Regions from separate parts of the Mus musculus genome. Here region 1 is linked to region 2. The links are chromatin contacts, called in public HiChIP or PLAC-seq maps. All regions are on one chromosome and are shown on one strand. Each heading gives the region's core, a stretch centred on a gene start, on an enhancer-like site or on the middle of the called end of the contact. The rest is flanking DNA. Distances are from core to core; before and after follow the strand shown.

Evidence for each region. HiChIP or PLAC-seq counts read pairs in DNA pulled down with a chosen protein or histone mark.
Region 1: an H3K4me3 HiChIP or PLAC-seq map of embryonic basal ganglia shows a contact between it and region 2, with 2.2 times the contacts expected there. The contact joins two enhancer-like sites. A contact is called at or near these places in 4 of 115 datasets of contacts at active chromatin or transcription factors (embryonic basal ganglia, embryonic stem cells and neural progenitor cells) and 1 of 9 other capture datasets (adipose tissue).

What each region holds. Positions count from the first base shown.
Region 1 is chr9:61,620,477-61,626,377 of GRCm38.p6, forward strand. No RefSeq gene overlaps it. Among named protein-coding and RNA genes, the nearest start is that of Gm39350, 28 kb to the left of the region's middle. Within about 2 kb of position 2,690, at least 20 of the 459 cell types and tissues checked have an H3K27ac peak or open chromatin away from gene starts, as enhancers often do. A contact at or near this core is called in embryonic basal ganglia, where this site is marked.
Region 2 is chr9:61,402,932-61,408,385 of GRCm38.p6, forward strand. It overlaps Tle3 (transducin-like enhancer of split 3), which reads left to right. Exons shown (of 20, transcript NM_009389.2): 8 at 521-537; 9 at 4,423-4,542; 10 at 5,349-5,399. Among named protein-coding and RNA genes, the nearest start is that of Tle3, 33 kb to the left of the region's middle. Within about 2 kb of position 2,545, at least 106 of the 459 cell types and tissues checked have an H3K27ac peak or open chromatin away from gene starts, as enhancers often do. A contact at or near this core is called in embryonic basal ganglia, where this site is marked.

The DNA.
Region 1 (5,901 bases), core at 1,440-3,939, 220 kb after region 2:
CAGGCTATACCACACACTCCCAGCAGGGATCCTAGGGGACCCCTCCCTCCTTTCCCTGCCGCTACTTGTGCTAAACCCTGAAGCCAAAGTCAACCTTCTGCCTTCGCCACTGCAGATACCAGAGACACCGTGGTCCTGGGCCAAGACTAGTACAGCAGTGAGGTGTTCTTCCCTCCCCATATGAGAAATTTAAGCAGCACCTCTCATGAGAGTGCACCAGCCATGATAAGCATTTCAAAGGAACGTATTTAAAAAAAAAATAAAAAGCAATGTCTAGATTCTTTGTAAAGGCTAGTGAACCTGGCCTTTAAAAATACTGATTTGTCTTGATCCTTGAGTGTTTAACCATCCTCACCTGCCTCCCCGACCTCACCCATATCTAGCTTTGGTCCTCAGCATTGGCCCTGACATTCTCCCCCACTGGGAGCAGACACCAGGAGTACTCTCAGGGACAGTAGCCATGCCTTCACACCTCCCACTGGCTGCTTGGCATATGTGAGTGCTGCTAGGAACAGGAATTACACCACAGCTTCTGGGGAATGTGTCATGGTGGGCAAGGAACAAAACCAAAAACACTGGCAATATCTAAGATGTTGGTTTAACTGCTGATTCTCCTGTGGTCTCCCTTGCCAAGTGTAATGGTTTGGCCTCCCGGTGGGGATGGGCAAACTTGGAAATAGAGCCTTGAGCTATTCTGATGTCAGAAAGCTGCCGCTGGTCCGCAGCAGGGGGGAGACTACACAGAATGGGAATGTGGTGGTGGCAGGAGCCAGGAGCAGATGTCACCATGCAGCTACCCAGGAGGACAAGACACTAACCAACCAGCTACCTTCTACCTTGTGATAGCCATCACATGCAAGACCTTAAAAAAAACCAAACAGCAACCCATCTCAGTGGAGAACCACCCTGCGGCAGGGCTCCTCTCCCATCAGATATTTCTAAAATACTTCTGTTCCAAACATTTAATCAACAGCTCAGCAGCTGTGCATTTCTAAAAGGCACAGCTGCCCAGCCTTGCCCTCCAGTGCACTGGAGCCAACAGTCCAGACCCCCTGGCTTCATGTTCACGGGGATCAGAAGTGCCAGCCCCTAGGGAGGTTCACGAAGGCCGGATTCTCCATCCTCACTGGCTCAGTCCACTGTGTGACAGGCGCTGTCTATTAGTGTCTGCCGTTTTGACTGACAGATCAGACTCATGACCCCTGTCATACAGCTCAGAGCCATGAAAGTTATCTAAACTTCACCCATCATTAGCCACCAAAAAGATTGAAGCTCAAGACATGATCTTGCACTCCTACACGCACTCCATCTTCATAGTCTACTGGAAGATTCTACCTACTGAGGTACCTGGTTGCAATATTTGTTGTTTTGAACACCTAACATGAGACAATTCTTTTTCTCCTCACTCAAATCCATGAGGTAAGCTCCATCATCTTGTTCAGTCTCCAAACAAGGGACCAGCAGCTCCCAGAAGTCACACACACATGGTCAGACACGCAGCTTCCCAGCTCTACCCCTCTTGTGCCTGGCAAGAAGAATCAGACTGTTGTGGCCCTCGCAGGACACCATCCACTGCTCCAGGGCTTCAGTGCACTGGCGGCTCACTGGAGCTGGTGGCTCAGCGGCTAGTGCTTTCTACTCTCCTCAGACATGCCCAGCCCATCTTTGTAGTTTGCCTGCAGGGAGAGGCTGCTGAGCCCTTTCAACTGAAGCCAAGGGACTTGGCTTGGTGTTCCTCTCGCCTGAGGTCAGATGCACCACACACCTCCCAGCCTGTGGTGAACAAGGACTTCATGAGCTTGTAACCCTGAGTTGCAGAACCCCAAGGGAGTGCTGTCCAGGCCTAACCCTGAAGGCAGATCTTAGGGAAGATGTGAACATAGTGACTTATGTCTTTACAATCACAGGATTTTCCCCCATTATTTATTCACTTATTATCTCCGTGTGAGTGCAAGCACGCACACGCCATGACTTGTGTATGATGGGTTAAGGACAACCTCGGGTGTCTGTCCCCCACCTCCAACCTCATTTGAAACAAGGTCTCTTTGTTTGGCTTTGTCCAGCCATGTACACCAGGCTAACTGGTTCACATGCTTCCAGAGATTCTCTGTTCTCCCCATCCTGTTTCTCTGTAGGGACAATCAGATTACAGACATGTGCTATTGTTATCTGGCTTTTCCATGGGTTCTGGGGATTCGAACTCAAGTCCTCCCACTTGCATAGCAAGTGTGCTAACCCCTGGGCCAGGAAGAACCCGGTGCTCAGTCCTCTCACTTCCTATATTACTCCAGGCAGGTGGTGTATAGTCCTAGACTCCCTGCGATCACACTGGGGTCCAGCACATCACAGAAAAGGATGCAAGCTCAGAAGTGGGGTGGGAGTCATCTGTGGTCTTTAGGGTTTGGGGTGAATACAACTAGGTCAAAGGCCAGTCTTAATTTACAAGCTCCTGGGGAGGGGGTTTGCTTTTAGGGGAGTCTAGAACTCCCCTGCTCTTGCCGGCTACCAAGGAGTCCAGAGTGTCGTCATCCATACACAGTTATTCCCTCCTCTGTGGCATTATGTATGCTGTGGACATCAACACCAGTGGCGCCTCTGTGTCCTTGGCCATCCAGTGGGAGGAGACGCACAAGATGAACAAGTTGGGGGCCTGGGGGTGGGGGTAGGCAAAGGAGCACCGCAGGCGACAGCATTAACTTGTTATGTAAATACCTTATTCAATTAGGCCTCCTCCAACACCAGTCAGCTAATCACTCATGCCTGGCTGGTTCATGAATATTAAACCCAATTCCCTTGGCAGAGCATCTCAGGGGTGGGAAACCGTGGTCTCCAAGGAAGAGAGGAGAAAAAGTAGATGCCAGAAGTCCTGTTTCAGAGGACTACACAAATCACGCTAGGGGGAGGGGTGGGGAGAAGCTTGGTGAGGAAGCGCCTCACCTGCATAACCTAAAAAGGGGGACAGGTGTTCAGTGGCTCTGTAGAACCTCCAGGCTGGGCTTGATAGGCTGTGTGACCTGAGGGAAATGACTTGATTTCTCTGGGCCTGATGTCTTTATCTGTAAAATGGCATAGCAGCCTCCACCTTGTCTGTGGTTGTGATTCGTGAGCATATATATATATATATATATATATATATATATATATATATATATCCCTCAGAGGCAGCTCATGATCTGGATCCAGGATCATCTGCACAGGAGGAAAGAGCCTTGGGCTCAGAAGCAGAGCAGGCAGAAGGGAGGGGGATGGTGAACTAGCAAGGAACTCCCTTTCCGTTCCGGGTTCCGGGGGCAGGTATGAAGGGTTTCTAGCTGAGGTGGCTGGGAAGATGGCTCAACAAGCAAGAGTGTTAGCTACATAAGTATCAGGGCCTGCAAATCCCTCAGCACTCAGGTAACAAGTCCCGTGTGGTGGTGTTGGCTCCTTCAATCCCAGTTCTGGAGAAGGAGAAGGATGAGGTCATGCTGGCTGCCAGCTGACCTTTCTCCAGGCTCAGAGAAAGCCTCCATCGCAAGGAGATAAGCAGAAGGTGCAGGAACAGGATACCTGACATCCGCCTCTGACCACATGCATGGACACACACATGAGCACACATATGTTCATATAATGCACATAGTAAGCAAGGAAGTAAATAAATAAAACATAGATGCATTGCCTCCTCAGCCTCCAGGATGTGTCTACTAAGAAGCCGCTGTGTGCTGGACCCATTCCTGGGGAGGCAGTGAGGGCAGAGCTGGAATCATTAGCTTCCCTGGAGTTCAGGTTGGTTTTGGCGGTGATCTAACTGAGAGAACAAGGAGGAAGCATTGCTGTGAAGAAAGACCCTTATGTCTTCCCCGTGTCACTCCAGGAGCCCTGGGCTCCTTGGCCAAAGTGAGCCCAGCCACATCTGTGAAGCCGTGTGTAGGCACTCCAATATAGTGAGTGAGTCCCAGCTTCCCCGTGCTGCTGCTCCCAAGGCGCAGACAGACTAGCGAAGCCATCTTGGACCTGCCAGCTCTGCTAGCAGCCGTCTCCACCTCCTGAGGTGGGAGGGCCACTAGCCACGCTCTGACGCTCCTCACAGACTGGGAGATGGGATAGCCTGTTTGTTCTTTTGAGCTACTGATTTCTAGAGGATGTGTCACAGCAATAGACAATTCTGCAATGGATGAGGACAGACAGACAGCCGGACAGACAAAATCAAATGTGCAAAAGCAATCAGAAGCTTGGTGAAGATAGAGCATCAGGAGACTAAAGTGGGAAGAACGGCGGGAATCATGAGTGTGTGTAAGTATGTGATGTATGTTTGTGTGTGTGAGAGAGTGTGTATGTGTGTGTGCATGCGTAGGTATGAGTGTGTGTATGTGTGGTGTGTGTGTGAGTATGTGTGTGCGGTATGTGTGTATGTATGTGCTGCGTGTATATGTGTGTGAATGTATGTGTGTGGTGTGTGTGTATATGTATGTGTGTGCAGTATGTGTGTATGTGGTGTTGTGAGTGTGTATATGTGTGTAGTGTGTGCACGTGTGTGTATGTTTGCGATCAGGACACACTCACAGAGGGATGATATCTGAGCAAAAACCTAAGGAAACCAGTGTTCCTGTGTGGAAGACAAATGTTCCAGGCAGGACATCATCCAGGGTGAAGGCCCTGAGTAGGGAAAGTAAGGACAGCCAGTCACATCCCCTTGTGGGGCCAGGCCTTTCATCCTGACTCACAGGGGCAGCAAGGGGCTGCTCAGGGTTGCGTCTCCCTCCTCAGGGATTGTGCTGCACTGGGGTCACATAGTCTCTGGTGTGAGGATTCTTATCTCTTGAGGATCCTAACTGTCCTCTGAGATCAGCAGTTCCATCCTGCAGGCTGGGCCACACACAGGAGGAGCCATTGTGTGGCGCTCACCAACTGCTTCCTTCCCTTAGCTCTGAATCCATTGTAGTCAGCGCTCTGGTGCTTCTTTAAAAATAAGGAAACTGAGGAAGAGAACACACGAGCCTCGCCCAGGGTCTTCCAGCAGGAAGGCAGCCAGCCAGAGGCATCCTATCTCACAGCCAAAAGGTTTTGTTTTTGTTTTTGTTTGTTTGTTTGTTCTTCGAGACAGGGTTTCTCTGTGTATCCATGGCTGTCCTGGAACTCACTCTGTAGACCAGGCAGGCCTTGAACTCAGAAATATGCCTGCCTCTGCCTCCCAAGTGCTGGGATCAAAGGTGTGCGCCACCACTGCTCAGCAACAGCCTAAAGATTTAAGGCCAAGTTTCTACCCCCCACAGAAGGCTCTCTGAGTGTGTGGGATGTGTGTCATCAGGAAAGGCAGCAGAAGATCCCTCAGAAGGAGCCCATGACTGAGAACTTGTGGGACTGACTGCAAAGCTGAACCACAGCCTCCTCTCAGCCATGTAGCTCAGTTAGGAGAGCACTTGCCTAGCATGCGTGAAGTCCTGGGTTTGATCCCCAGCACCAGATGTAACCCAGTGTGTGGTGGCTGCTGCATAGAGTCCTAGTACTCAGAAGGTAGAGACAGGAGGATCAGGATTTCAGGTCATTTATATCACAATGATAAGTGTGAGGCTAGCCTGGGCTACATGAGACCTGCTCTCAACAGTCACCAGTTGTGTTCAAGGCCCATAATTATTAAAGATTAACATAGTTGACTTTCATGGAGTTAGGTTTTTTTAACACAGCCCATTAACTTCTCAGAGTAAATTGCATGGTAATAGTCACTTTTTGAAGCGGGGCTTTGGAGCCCAGAGGATTTAGGTAACCTGTGCAGAGTCACACAGTGAAGAGTCAGCTCCTCCTGACTCCAGGGCCTGCCTGTGCTCTCGGCTGCTTTATAGTGGCAAAACCCCAGCTATAGACAAAATAGCAGAAAGAAGTGTGTCCCCTACTGCGGGGCAGGGAACGTGGGAGAATAAAGGGGAG
Region 2 (5,454 bases), core at 1,295-3,794:
GTGCTGTATCCTAGGAGCCAGTGGCCAACTGTTTTGTTCCTTCTTGACAGAGGGGAGAGGACAATGAGAGCTGCTGATTAGCTGGACTGGTGTGACCAGAGGCCTATGCTTCTGGGGGCTTTTTGGCAAAGGAACAGAGAATGGTGTTAAGAAAGCAAACCAGTAGAAGTCAGTTCCAAATTGCAATTTTTAAAAAAAAAAAAAAAAGCAATAACCTTCCCAGCTCTCATGTACGATTCTAGAAAGTACGGCGAAAAGCAAACCAAGATTCTTTTGACACACCAGGAAGAAGGCTAATGGCCTGGATTCTAGGCCATGCTGGGCACTGGTGGGAGGGGGCACCATTAAGATGCCATATACGGGGCGTGCCTTCACTGCACTCAGGGAAGTAGAGTCAGGCTAACCAGTGAGAGGTGGCTTTGATAAACCACAAAGGTCAACTGTGATTTATTAAAGTGACCTTGTTTTTTTTCCTTGTGGGTCCTGACCCTCCTCCTTTCCTGGCCTTCCTGCCTCTCAGAGAGAGAGTCCAGCACGGTAAGTGAAGGTGCTTTTGGTGTAGGGATGGGGTGCGGGAGGAAGATGGGCCTGCCTAGAGGCCTGTTCCTAGAATTACAGGCCTGGCAAGTAGCCTGTGCTACCCACAGCTAACCCCAGTTTCCCGTTCTGCTCTGTGGGTGGAAGCTGGGGTTTTTATTTATCATTTGTTTATGTGTGCCCACAGCTAGAAGACCTGGCTTCAGGACTGGTATGTGGGTGACGGTGTCTCTACCCATATTCAGTACTAGGGGTAGTTACTGTCTATCATAATATAGGAGTTGCTGTCCTCTGTTGAGTGACCTTTAATTAGGGAAGCTGTTTAACTCTAGGCACTTGCCTGAGTGACCTCCAAAGCCCCCCTTACAAAGAGACATGGTCAACTGAAGCCATTAGCCCACCAACCTACATCTTCCAAGGGGCTCTTTGGAGTCACTGGCCTGAGCCCTGCGTTCCCGATGCTGCCTAGGTTGATGATGGTTCATCAGCCCCGTAGGCTGGATGCCTACTTCCGGCATAATCCCGAGCCCTCCTTTCTCCAGATGCCCAAGGTTTCTCCCTGCTCTGCACTTTGACTCTGTTGAAAAAAGTGCTAGCTAGCAGGTATTAAGGCCAGGCCGCCTGCGTGTCTGCCAGCTCAGAGATTTGCTGTAAATCTTTCTGATCACACCGAGGCTCCAAGGTTCTGTTTCAAGTGAATAAGCCCTCTGAATAAGCACACTGGAGTCTGGATAAAAAAAAAAAATCCTCCAGCGATTAGCAGAGCTATTTTATTCTTCATCGCAGAGCTTGTATCCGGGACCATCTTAATCTGCTAGGATGGCTCTCCTTATTACCTCATGTTAAGTAGGGCTTGGAATGTCAGGCCTTTAACTAGCCGTCCAGGCAGCAGCCTCCTCGGGAAGCTCTCTCTGCTTGACCCGCCTTCCTTTCCAATCCCTCCCTCCATCCAGACTGTTCTCATACCTCCCTCCCATTAGCTGTCTCTTCTTGCCCTGCCTGCCTGCCTGCTCAGAAATCCAGGCCCCGCCCGCCCCCTTGGGCTCAGGAATGGCTAGGCACAGAAGAAAGGATTGATTAAAGCTCAAGTCCATTTTGATTGCTTTGGTGTTGATCCTTAAACAGTGGCATACTTTTGGAGAGGCAGTTTCCCTACATAGAAGCTGGACTAGGTATGTCCACCTGCGTTGTCTCCCAACCCCACCCCCAACCTCCACCCCTCCCCAGCTTCAATCCAATCTCAGCCTTATGAGGTCTTGTGTCTTGACCTTGGAGCCCCTGTCTCCTCCTGCATGTCATGGGGATTACCCTGCCAGACGGCCTCTCAGCTTTGGATAGGCAGACCCCCTGTAGCAGGGCTCATTACTTGGTTAGCAGGAGGCCTTCCCCAGGAAGTGGGCATTGAAGCCCATTACCTACTTCTTCATACCTATTCGCTTTTGGCTTTGTGCCCTTGCTGAAAGCTTTCTGCCAGAAACCCAGAGGGACCCCCAAGTGTGCAGCCCCCCCCCAATAATGCTCCTGGCATCCAAGCTAGGCTGACTCAACATGGGAGCTGGGGAATGAACAGGGATGAATCCCATGACATCCTAGGGCTGGGCAGCTCAGGGAGGGCACCAGTGGGGGATGGGGAGTACTCTGGGGGCTGCATCCTCAGGGCCATGGTGTTGGATGGTGGAGATTGAAATAATCAGCCTTAGGAAAACAGCTTGTCAACAGTCAAGGCCTCCGGCAGGAAGGACAAGGCTGTGTCAGAGAGGGGAGGGGGCCGGGTGGACAGGCTGGAAGCTGTCCCAGAGGGGTTAGTCTGGAGTCCAATTAGAGGTAGCTTCATTCATATTTCCTTGCCTAGCTGAAGCAATAAAAAATACTTAGTTTTTTGGCCGCCTGCCAACCAGAGGCGGGCTGGATCGATGCCGCTAAATGCCTGACATGACTCTCCGGTAGCGGCGAGGGTTTTCAGCCTGACTGCATGAGAAGAAAGAGTTCCCTGTTCTCGCACTGGGTCGCAAGGAGAAACACGAGCAGCCACCCCGTCCCCTCCCTCCTCTCCATCACCCGCCTGCGCAGGGGCAGCCAGCCTGAGGGGCTGGAAGCATTTCTGCTTAGCACGGGGTGGCCGCCACCATCGGAGGAAATGAAATGAAATGACGGTGATTTTTTTTTCTGCCTGTGCTTGCAGCAACTAATTGAATTGCGGCTGTGAGCGCATCGCCGCCGCTCGCCCGGCTGCGGGGAAGGTTGAGCTGCAGTTCCATTATAACCTCCATTTTTTTTCTTCAAGGCTTGATAACTCTGCCATTTTAATTTGCTTCAGGCAGAAACTTGGCAGGGAAGGGCTGCCCAGAAAACCGGCTTAGGAAAGGAAATTAAGTTCTGCGGCTGGCTCCCTCCCACACCATTCCCCCAAACCCATCCACCTGCTGGCCACCCCGCCTCGTTCCTTGCCAGTGAACCCCATCCCTGGGCCAGCATTGGCCTCTAGTAAAATGGGGAAAGGAGACAAGAAGGGTTACCGTACCTGCCTTTAGTGTCCCTCTTTGTAAGCACATCGTCTTGCTCTGGAGTCCCACACGACTCCAGCATGCATCTTTAGCCTGTGTGGACTCCAGCATGCGTCTTTAGCCTGTGTGGACTCCAGCATACATCTTTAGCATGTGTGGACTTGTGGCCACTCTTATCCCTGTAGTTAGACCGGGGTTCTCTGACTCATCCTATCACTCCTGACATTAATGTCAGTCTGAACAAGGGTAGGTTTATCAGTACTTTTCTTATCACTAGGATAAGATAACTGGATCGAGGAAGGATTATTTGGCTCATGGTTTGAGGGTGTACAGTCCGTTATGGTCACATTGTGACTTGGAGGAAGCAGGAGTGTGGGGTGACTGGTTACATCCTAGCCACAGTTAGGAAGAAGCTGGCCTGTATCAGAACTCCCCTATAATCCCCTGTGGCCCTGTGTCTGCCAGCCAGAATCCATGTCCAGAAGGTTCCAAGGACAACCCCTCCCCCCAATCAGCTGGGACCCCTTAGCCTGTGGAGCACTTCACATTCAAACAGTGGTGCTTGAGGTAAGCCATTGAGTTCACTGAGGGGGCGCTAGGCCTTCAAGGTTTGCAGATTAGCCCTTGCCAGAGGTTCCCCCTCCCTGTGCACAGCCACAGGACACCCTGCTTCCAGCCTTCCCTGCTGCTCACCTGCCTCAGATCTTCTCTTTCTCAGGCTTGTCATCCCTAGGGATTCCCCTCCCTCCCCCTGGAGCAGAGGAAGAACTGAGAAAACTCCCAGTGCTCTCTCCCCAGCATGAAACCTACAGTCCTCTGCTGGGAGACCTTAGCTTGCTCTCTTGGGACACTTGTCCCCACCCTAAGGGAAAGGCTTAGTGGCCTTGCAGGCTTTGTGCCTTTGTGACACTGGCTTGTCTTCCGTTTGTGGGAGGATTGGCAGTGGAGGAGCCCGGGCTCAGGGTTGTTCATCTCTGCTTAGGGCTTTATCTGCAGCTCAGCACCTTTTCTCATTCGCTGCCCAACTTAAAATGGAAGTTCTTCATGTATGCTCATCTATGGCTCAGGTCTGACTTGAAAAGACACATCTTTCCTTGAAGTAAATAGAGTGACGGGTGCCCCTCACCCTCTTGGGACCTTGCCTCAGGCCAGGAAACAGAAATAGCAGTACCTTGCTTCTAAAAATTGATATCTTGGGTAAGTTCCCAGGGACCCAAGGTGTCCTGGGAACGTCGTGGGTGAACCACATCTGCAGACACAGGGTATCTGCCCACCTCCGTCTTCTGGCCCTCTGTCATCCGCTTACTCGAATGTAATATTGCCTGTGTGCAGTATTATACAATCAGCATGGAGGTTTGACCCCAGGGTCCTCTTCTTCCAGAACAATTCCGTGTCACCCTCTGAAAGCCTCCGGGCCAGTGAGAAGCACCGGGGCTCTGCAGACTACAGCATGGAAGCCAAGAAGCGGAAGGCGGAAGAGAAAGACAGCCTCAGCAGATACGTACGTAGGGGTCGGCGAGTGGCTTCGCCGGGTAGGGTTGTGACCTCCCTTTGGCCTCGACTCTGGCAGTTGAGTTCTGAGTCTGAGAGGCTGGTAGTTGTGTCAGGGCCCAGAGAGAGGGAGAGGTTTATACATACTCTGTGGTCAGGTGAGCCATTGGGAGAGAAATGGACAGGGGCATTACCCAAGCCTACATGCAGTCTTAGGAGAGATGAAGGTCCTAGACACCTCTCTGCTGCACCCCATGCTCCAAGGGAGTGTCCTGGGGTACTCCAATTGTGAGCCCCACCGTCTACACAGTCCACCCCAGGCATCCAGCCACGGAGACACAGTTTGTAACAACCTGATGGCGTGACCTTAACCTGTGAGATAACAGTGGGATCACGGTTACATGTCCTCCATTGCCAGACTGAACAGGGGTGAGATTTGAGTCTAGAGGAGGGGCTACTGCCAAGCCATCTTTGTCCCATCTGGCTGCCCTGTGGCTCTGATCATGTTACACAGAGCTCAGTTGTGCTACAGAGTGAAGCCAGTCACCTGCCCCAAAGTGATGGGGGGAAGGAGATGCTGGCTTTCAAAGGCTCAGGACTATCGTAATGAGGCTGCTTAGACACGTCAGAGCCCCAGAGGCTGCACTACAAAGAACTGGGAGGAAGGAATTCCAAGGCTGCTCATAGAGGGCAGGGGACCCAGCAGCCGAGAAGCATGAGCTTTGGGGTTTGGTTGGGGAAGTTGTTGGGGTGCATTGTTAGGCTTGGGCAGATCAGGGGTCCACATGCTCTTACTGGCTTCTCTCTTGCTTATAGGATAGCGATGGGGACAAGAGTGACGACCTGGTGGTGGATGTCTCTAATGAGGTAAGGGCAGGCCCCAGTTGCAGGTGGGGTGATTTGGGACAGATCCTCTGTAATA